Linked DNA regions of Sus scrofa: region 2 is linked to region 1. The links are chromatin contacts, called in public HiChIP or PLAC-seq maps. All regions are on one chromosome and are shown on one strand. Each heading gives the region's core, a stretch centred on a gene start, on an enhancer-like site or on the middle of the called end of the contact. The rest is flanking DNA. Distances are from core to core; before and after follow the strand shown.

Evidence for each region. HiChIP or PLAC-seq counts read pairs in DNA pulled down with a chosen protein or histone mark.
Region 2: an H3K27ac HiChIP or PLAC-seq map of skeletal muscle shows a contact between it and region 1, with 10 times the contacts expected there. The contact joins two enhancer-like sites. A contact is called at or near these places in 1 of 5 promoter capture datasets (liver), 17 of 47 Hi-C or Micro-C datasets (embryonic fibroblasts, epiblast stem cells, fetal heart ventricle and 12 more) and 2 of 2 datasets of contacts at active chromatin or transcription factors (alveolar macrophages and skeletal muscle).

The regions. Positions count from the first base shown.
Region 1 is chr8:48,121,230-48,124,858 of Sscrofa11.1, reverse strand. The region is part of intron 3 of LOC110262100 (rap guanine nucleotide exchange factor 6-like); the gene reads right to left. Among named protein-coding and RNA genes, the nearest start is that of RAPGEF2, 60 kb to the left of the region's middle. Within about 2 kb of position 2,163, at least 35 of the 83 cell types and tissues checked have an H3K27ac peak or open chromatin away from gene starts, as enhancers often do. A contact at or near this core is called in retroperitoneal adipose tissue and skeletal muscle, where this site is marked.
Region 2 is chr8:48,336,310-48,340,183 of Sscrofa11.1, reverse strand. No RefSeq gene overlaps it. Among named protein-coding and RNA genes, the nearest start is that of RAPGEF2, 150 kb to the right of the region's middle. Within about 2 kb of position 2,308, at least 7 of the 83 cell types and tissues checked have an H3K27ac peak or open chromatin away from gene starts, as enhancers often do. A contact at or near this core is called in retroperitoneal adipose tissue and skeletal muscle, where this site is marked.

The DNA.
Region 1 (3,629 bases), core at 914-3,413:
TGGACAAGCTGTTTCTCCCCCTTTATTGAAAAGTTCAAATGGTAACTCACCAGAGCTGTTTTGGCTTGAGCAGATATTTGCAGAGAATGATCAAACATTTACTGGATTTGGTGAGTGTTGACAACATGCCATGCCAAACAGGAGTCATGATGGCTTTATTACTGAGTTGTCTCTTTTAAAGATGTATGCCCAGAGAAAGACAAATATCATTTGATACCACTTATACATGGAATCTAAAATGAACTTATTTGTAAAATAGAAATAGATTCACAGACATAGAAGACAAACTTATGGACACCAAAGGGAAAAAGAAGGGAGGAATAAATTAGAAGTTTGGGATGAAAAGATACACACTACTATAGATAAAACAGATAACCAACAAGGATATAGCCCAGGAAACTCTATAATCTTATAACCTATAAGGAAAAGAATCTGAAAAAGAATAGATATACATGTATAACTGAATCATTTGCTGTACACCTGGAACTAATGCACATTGTAAATCAACTATACTTCAATAAAAATTAAAATATTCATGCTTTACAAAAATAAACTAATTAGAACTAAGAATACAAAAACACTGAGTCTCATTTTAAAGATGTTTTGGAAAGAGCCACAAGCCAGGAAATCCTCCCCTCCACCTCTCCTCATTCCTGTACCCCAAGGTTGGTTTCTGGTCTGAAAATTCCCTATTGTGAGATGCCACCAAAAAATCTGTTTTACTTAATCAGCCAGAAAATTCTCCTGACTTCATGAGAAACGGCCAGGCTCCCCGCTCAGTCTCTCATTCGCAGAGAGGCATCAGGCAGGCAGTGTTTCAACAGGAGGCACACCTTGCCTCCCCTCCAGCTCTGCAAACACTCCCCTCAGTGCAGCTGCCACCTGGTGGCTCCGTGCAGGCCTAGCGATGGCTGTGTGTTTTCTAAGAAAAGGTGAAGGAGGAGAACCTAGCAGCAACAGCACTGAACTTTTCCACACTTAGAGGGAAGCAGAATGAATCTGAGATCTCACTTGCAGACATACGGGCAATGTGGCAGGCTAACAGAAGCTGACTAGTATAATAACAGTTATTATTAATCCTATTACCTAGGACTCACCCTGGGAGTTGATTCCGTCTAGTGGTTCTCAAGCTCTGATGAGCATGTGACTCACCTAGAATGCCAGTCAAAACTGTGTGGTCCCAGGCTCCCCGGGACCGGTCCTCTGGCAGCAGATCCATCACTTCACCTTCTAAACAACAACCTGGGTCGCTCTTATGTACAGGGCTTGTCAAGTTAAAATCAAACCCCAACAGGAACAAATGGCAGAAAAAACTACAATCCTGTCCTTACTGATGTGACTAGTTGCATCTGCTTTATTCACTCATGTCATTTTAATTTTTCTCAAAATAGTTGTCTTATGTTTTAAAATTATGAGCTAAGGCATCCCACCGAGGGTTGCTGACATGGCAATCTTGGATAAACTCTAACTTGCCATTTCCAAATACCATAGTCTTACATCACCAGGAACAGGGAGAAAAGGGAAGCCCAAAGATTAAAGAGGTGCATCCAGCAAGGCAGGTCTCACGGACTCGGAGAAAGGACCTACAAACATTAGATGGAGCTCTATGAAGGGGTACTGATTTGACTCCAACCTCCCCACCCCCCACCCCAATGCTTCAAGCAACATGTGAAAGCCACAAAAGCCCAGGTGTGCAACAAGACACTCTGAGGGCCTCTGAATGTGATGTCACCAACAGGGAGGAGGAAATGAATCAAGCCAAAAAAAAAAAAAAAAAAACAAGCAAACAAAACATAAACAGGCCACTGTAATGCAAGCACTTTGCCGCTCAGTGTGATCAGACAGAAGGACCCAGAAGCAATGAGGACTGAGAGGTCCCTGCAGCCCATTCCCCCCAGGCTGACCCAGAAGGGCAGGTCCAGCTGGCAGGACAGGAAGAGCCCGTGACCTGGCCCCTCTCTCCGCCCTGCCCCTCGGCACTACCCACAGCTGCTCCCAGCGCGCCTTCCACATCACACACACCTACACCCCATCTTTAATGTGATCTTCTCACTCACTGTTTCCCAAACCTCAAAATACTCACCCCATCTAATTTCTGCTAGTTTCTCTATAGCTCTCATTCCTAAGCCACTTGGGTATCTTCCTCCACCTACAGGCGGGCCTGGGTGCTGCATGCAGGAACGCCTGGGTCTCAGTCAGCACCAGCTTAGGGAATCGAGATCACCAGGCACTTCCCAGGGCAGCTCTCGGTTCCTTAGCAGGAGAGTCCAGCCCTTGGCGGCACAGCAGCTGAAGGCAGCTCCACACTGCCGCGCAAAAGCACAGGTTTAGGAGCGGACACTTTCACACCAGCCATGCAGTCCTGCTGAGGTTCTGGTTCCTCACAAGTGACCCAACCCTTTCCATTCTGCTCCCAGCCCCACACATCCTGGGCTCCAGGCGGTACCTGCTGAGCCACCACACACCTGGTCCCACCTACGCCTCAGGCCCCAGAAAAACCTGCTGGACAAACTTGCTGTGCCAGCTCGTAAAGGGGACCTTCCACCCAGAAAACTTGCTATTCATCCTTTAAATTCCAGTTTAACCACCACTTCCCCTGAGAAATGTTTCAGTATCTTCCAAGTAAGTGAGTCATCCTCCTGGGTTCCCAGGGTGCTTCATACTTATTCATATGAAGCAGCTGCCAGTGTCAGCAGTGTTTATTTTAGGGGCTTCCCCATTAGCCTTTTTTTGGCTTTTTAGGGCTGCACCCAGGGCAAATGGAAGTTCCTGGACCAGGGGTCAAATCAGAGCTGCAGCTGCCAGCCTGTGTCACCGCCATAGCAACAGAGGATCCAAGCCACATCTATGACCTACACCACAGTTCACAGCAATGCCAGATCCTTAATCAACTCAGCAAGGCAAGGGATCCTCAAGGATACTAGTTGGGTTCGTTACTGCTGAGCCACAACAGGAACTCCTTCCCCATTAGCTTTTAAGCTCCTCTAACTCATCAGTACGCCCAATCTGCACACTATATAACACTCCATGGGCGCTCAGATACTTCCTTAATAGCGAATTAGTAGTGTCTATTCAGACGCAAACTTAGGTATGGTATTAAAGTGTCTGAAAGTCAAAGATGAGAGTTTCAATTTACCAGGAGCTGGAAAAAAAGAATCCAGGCTTAAAGAACCACTTTAGCAATATCGCAACTGTCCACCAGGTGGCAGTGTCTCCATATGGAAGGGCTGTCAGTGCTGTTCCAGGTTCCCTGTTCACAGAGCAGGAGGCCTCTAAACGGGTCAATTCCAAGTTGATGGAAGAGGAGGGAAATAAGTGAATAAACCACAAGAAAAGGGACTGAATCAGCACAAAGGATCATCAGAGGGCAAAAAAGTAACTTGGGAAAAAGCTACTTTATTCAGCTTTAATACTATGTGAAAACAAGTGGAACCCAACCAGCAAATATAGCTGCAAAAGGGGCAGAGAAGGCAGGAGGGACTGTGGCGGGGGGGGGGGGGGGGGGGGGGGGGGGGAAGTGCCCTAACAGAGCGGGACAGGTTGTGGGCTAGGGGTGACCACCGCATGAACACTAAGCTTGACATTCATATCCCGCCAGCCACAAATAGCAGCTAATCCACCCATGTCCG
Region 2 (3,874 bases), core at 1,059-3,558, 220 kb before region 1:
TCCCACCTCCAGCATGTGAGAACCAAACCATAAATCAGCTTTATTGTAGGCGATCTAAGTGCTACTACATTGCAGTGAGCAAGGCACTTTCTCCTGGTGGGCACTAGAGGGCGTGGTGTGTGTGTGTGTGTGTGTGTGTGTGTGTGTGTGTGTGTGCAGCTGGTCGAAAAGTTGGCCCGTGCCAAGGAGCGCAAATCCTTCTGGCCAATTGGTTGACCCGATGACAAATGTAAGTGTACTCACCTGTAACCACTCAGGTAGAGAAACACAGGCAAACACAGCTAAGCACATACATGGACAGACACCACACCCATCATCACATACACAGCACACACACCCACAAGAGAGACAGATATGCATGTAACCCACCAGCAATGTGCACACAAACTTGGTCATGAACACAATCACAGATGTGTCTGCAAAAACTTATATAGACACACAAGTGAATTTACAAGCATGTAGGATACATTCACACATACACATGTAGAGTCACACAGATCCATTTGCACACAAATGTAGAGATGGACAGCCATGCTCACAGCCAGAGACTTTCAGGCAGACAGTCTACAGAACTTGCACTGGGTTGGGATCGTCTTTGACATGTTATAAGTGAGGGACAAAGGCTGAGAGGGTCCAAAGTCTTAACCCACTCCCATATCATGACAGACAGTAAAGCTAAGATTAGATTAAGCTCTAAGGAATTCCTCCAGGGAAAAGAGTATTATTTCAAATAGAGAGACATCACTGCTCATATTTACTTCTGCAGTTACTCCAGTCTTGGAGCCAATTCAGATGTTGTTCCTTGAAAGCTGTTGTTCTGAAAGTTCTACCTTGAAAGTCACTGGTTATTTAACCAATAAACTTTCACCAACTGAAAATAGCTCCTTGTTCATTTTATTCTGATCATGGATATGGAGAGCAAACATCCAGACCATTATATCATTGCAGCTGCCTCTCAACACCCAGGATAACAGAGCGTTGTCATAGAAACACTGTCGCAGCCTTACTCACCAGGAGAAGCCAAGAAGGAGGAGGACAATGTCTCTGATTCAGTTCTGCTTTTTGGACCTCACATATCTAGCTCACATCCGGAATGCTATCTGCATCACTGTTTAGAGAATATATGTTTCTATTGTCTCACTAGAAGGAGCACAGCATGGCATTTGAACAAGCTGTTCCACAGTCTCCACCACAGCAACTTGCTCAGCAACTATGCTCAAGGTTACACTGCCAGTGAGTGGTGGGACCAGGATTCAAAACCAGAGAGGACTCTGAGCCCCTTTCTTTCTCAGTAATCTTACATGACCTCAAACAAATGATGGTCTCAAAATAAGATGATTGAATTCATGGTGAGGGTTTTGCTAGGTGGGAAGGATTGTGTTCTCCAGAAAGCAGAGCCTTTGGCAGAAAAGTCCTTGTGCACTCCGACTGCTGTACCAGAGAGCAGAAGTGAGGGGTAGAGGGGGAAGCAGGAAGTCGGGGAGCCAGTGTGAGGGTGTTGTTGAGCTGGCTACTGCCAACTGCAGTTTGTTGCTGCATCTGTGGGCCAAAATGCCTCTAAGGTTGATAGCTCATCCTGTGGAAGTGGAAGGAGGAGGTTCTGATCCCCCACTCGGTGGTCAAAGGTTCAACCCCAGGGTGTGAATTCCATGTCCATTTCCCAGTTGCACACACATCTCTGGGAGACTGGAGGGATTGACAGGGATGGTTAGAGTTGGGTTATAATGAGCCTTGCATGGTGGTTCATAGATTCAGGGCTTGATTCTGTAAGCACTGAAGGACTCCAGGGATATTTTGAAAAGAAAAGTGGCACAGTCAGTGGGAAGGACCTTCCCTAGTTCTATGAATTCCTTATAAAATTTTCATTATTGGCTGAAGGGAATATTTGTGAAAATATTCCCAAGCCAGTCCTTGATAATAGTAGTGGCTATACAGATCCACATCTCATGGTCACTGTGCTTTCTCATCCATGACTTCCCAGCCTCTCTGAATCTCATGGGATATAGGCATTTCCATTTCCAGAAGAGGCAGCATCAAGCAGGACTCATGGAAGATAGAGACTGGAGTGATGGAAGATAAACTTGGCCAATGCACGAGACTGGCCTGGGAATGTTTGTTCAAATTAAGATAATTCTCATTTCTTGGGGGGTGTTGTCATTGCTTTTAGGAAAAAACAGAAGGGTAACATTTTGGTCTCCCTTGGGCACCCGAGGATTATTCATTTGGAGGCTCTGCTTTCCCTCCTATCATTTTACCCACACAGGTCCCTGGGCTAGGTGTCAGCCTGGCATAGCCGAGCCAGATGGCTGAGGCATTTGCTGCCAGCATCACCCTAGGAGACAGGCAGACTTGTTCCTGCCTGCTGGTCTCTTGACTACCTTCAGTATAGGACAAAATTAGGGTAGATAATACAGACATTTCATCTGTAGGGCACATTATGATACAAACCACTTGTCCAAATAGTTCCACATGAATCTCCACAGCTTTCTAAACCATTCTGGTTTCCTATCTTGTATTTCTCTTTGCTGTCAACCAGAACAAATTACTTAGATTTGGCTCTGTGGCTTAAAAAACAAAAAACAAGCAAACAAAGGAAAAAAACTAGAAAAGGCAACAGGCCTAGTAGCAAAGACTAGTCCTTCCCTAAGATTGTTGAGAAGACTTAATGAGATTATACATAAAAAGTGCTCAGCATAGTAACTGGCACATAGAATGTGCTCGATAAGTATTAGCTACTCTTCTTTATATCATCATGGTTATTGCTGGGTTTTGATAGTCTCATCATCTTTAACCAGAGTTATAGTAATAGCACTCTCTTCCTCATCATTGGTCTCATTGTGAACCTTTCAGAGCTGACCCTAAATGTTGTGAACTAATACAAAGTGTCTTTCTCAGTGTCTAGTATAGAGTTGCTGTCTTAGTCTGTTTAGGCTACTGTAACAAGTAGACTGGCTGGTTGTTGCTATAAATAATGCACTTTGTTACTCACAGTTCCTGCAGCTGTGCCATCACAGAGGCTGGCCTCAGAGTGCCAGCATGGAAAGAGCCCTCTTCCTGGCTACAGGCTGCTGACCTCTCACTGTGTCCTCACATGGCCAGAGGGGCAAGAGAACTTTCAGGCTTCTTTATTTTTTATTTTATTTTATTTGTCTTTTTGCCTTTTTAGGGCCATACCTGCAGCATGTAGAAGTTCCCAGGCTAGGGGTCAAATCAGAGCCACAGCTGCTGGCCTATACCACAGCCACAGCAACTCAGGATCTGAGACATGTCTGCGACCTACACCGCATTTCATGGCAAGTCAGATTCTTAACCCACTGAACAAGGCCAAGGATTGAACCTGAGTCCTCATGGATGTTAGTCAGAATCGTTTCTGCTGAGCCACGACGGGAACTCCTAAAAATAAGGTATTTTTAGATTGAGGTCTTGGTAGCCCCCTCAGTTCAGCCTGTTGAGACTCTGGGGAAAGAATCCAGCCTTGTGCCTGGACTCCTGATCCATGGAAACGGAGGTCATAGAGGCTTGTGTTGTTAGAACCACTAAACATGTGGTAACGTGTTATACAACAGCAGAAGCCCTTAAAATGTTCAACCTCGCTCCTAAACAGTGTCTTTTGGGGGTGGGGGGAGAAGATATTTGCTTACCTATACATAAAATATCTGTGGAAAGTTTCTAACAAACTGATAACAGGAGTACCTTTTGTGGCATAGCAGAAACAAATCTGACTAATATCCACAAGGATACAGGTTCAATCCTTGGCCCCACTCAGTGGGTTAAGGATCCTGCGTCGTCATAAGCTATGGGGTAGGTCACAGACACTGCTCGGATCCCACGTTGCTGTGGCTGTGGTGTTGGCTGGCAGTGGCAGCTCTGATTT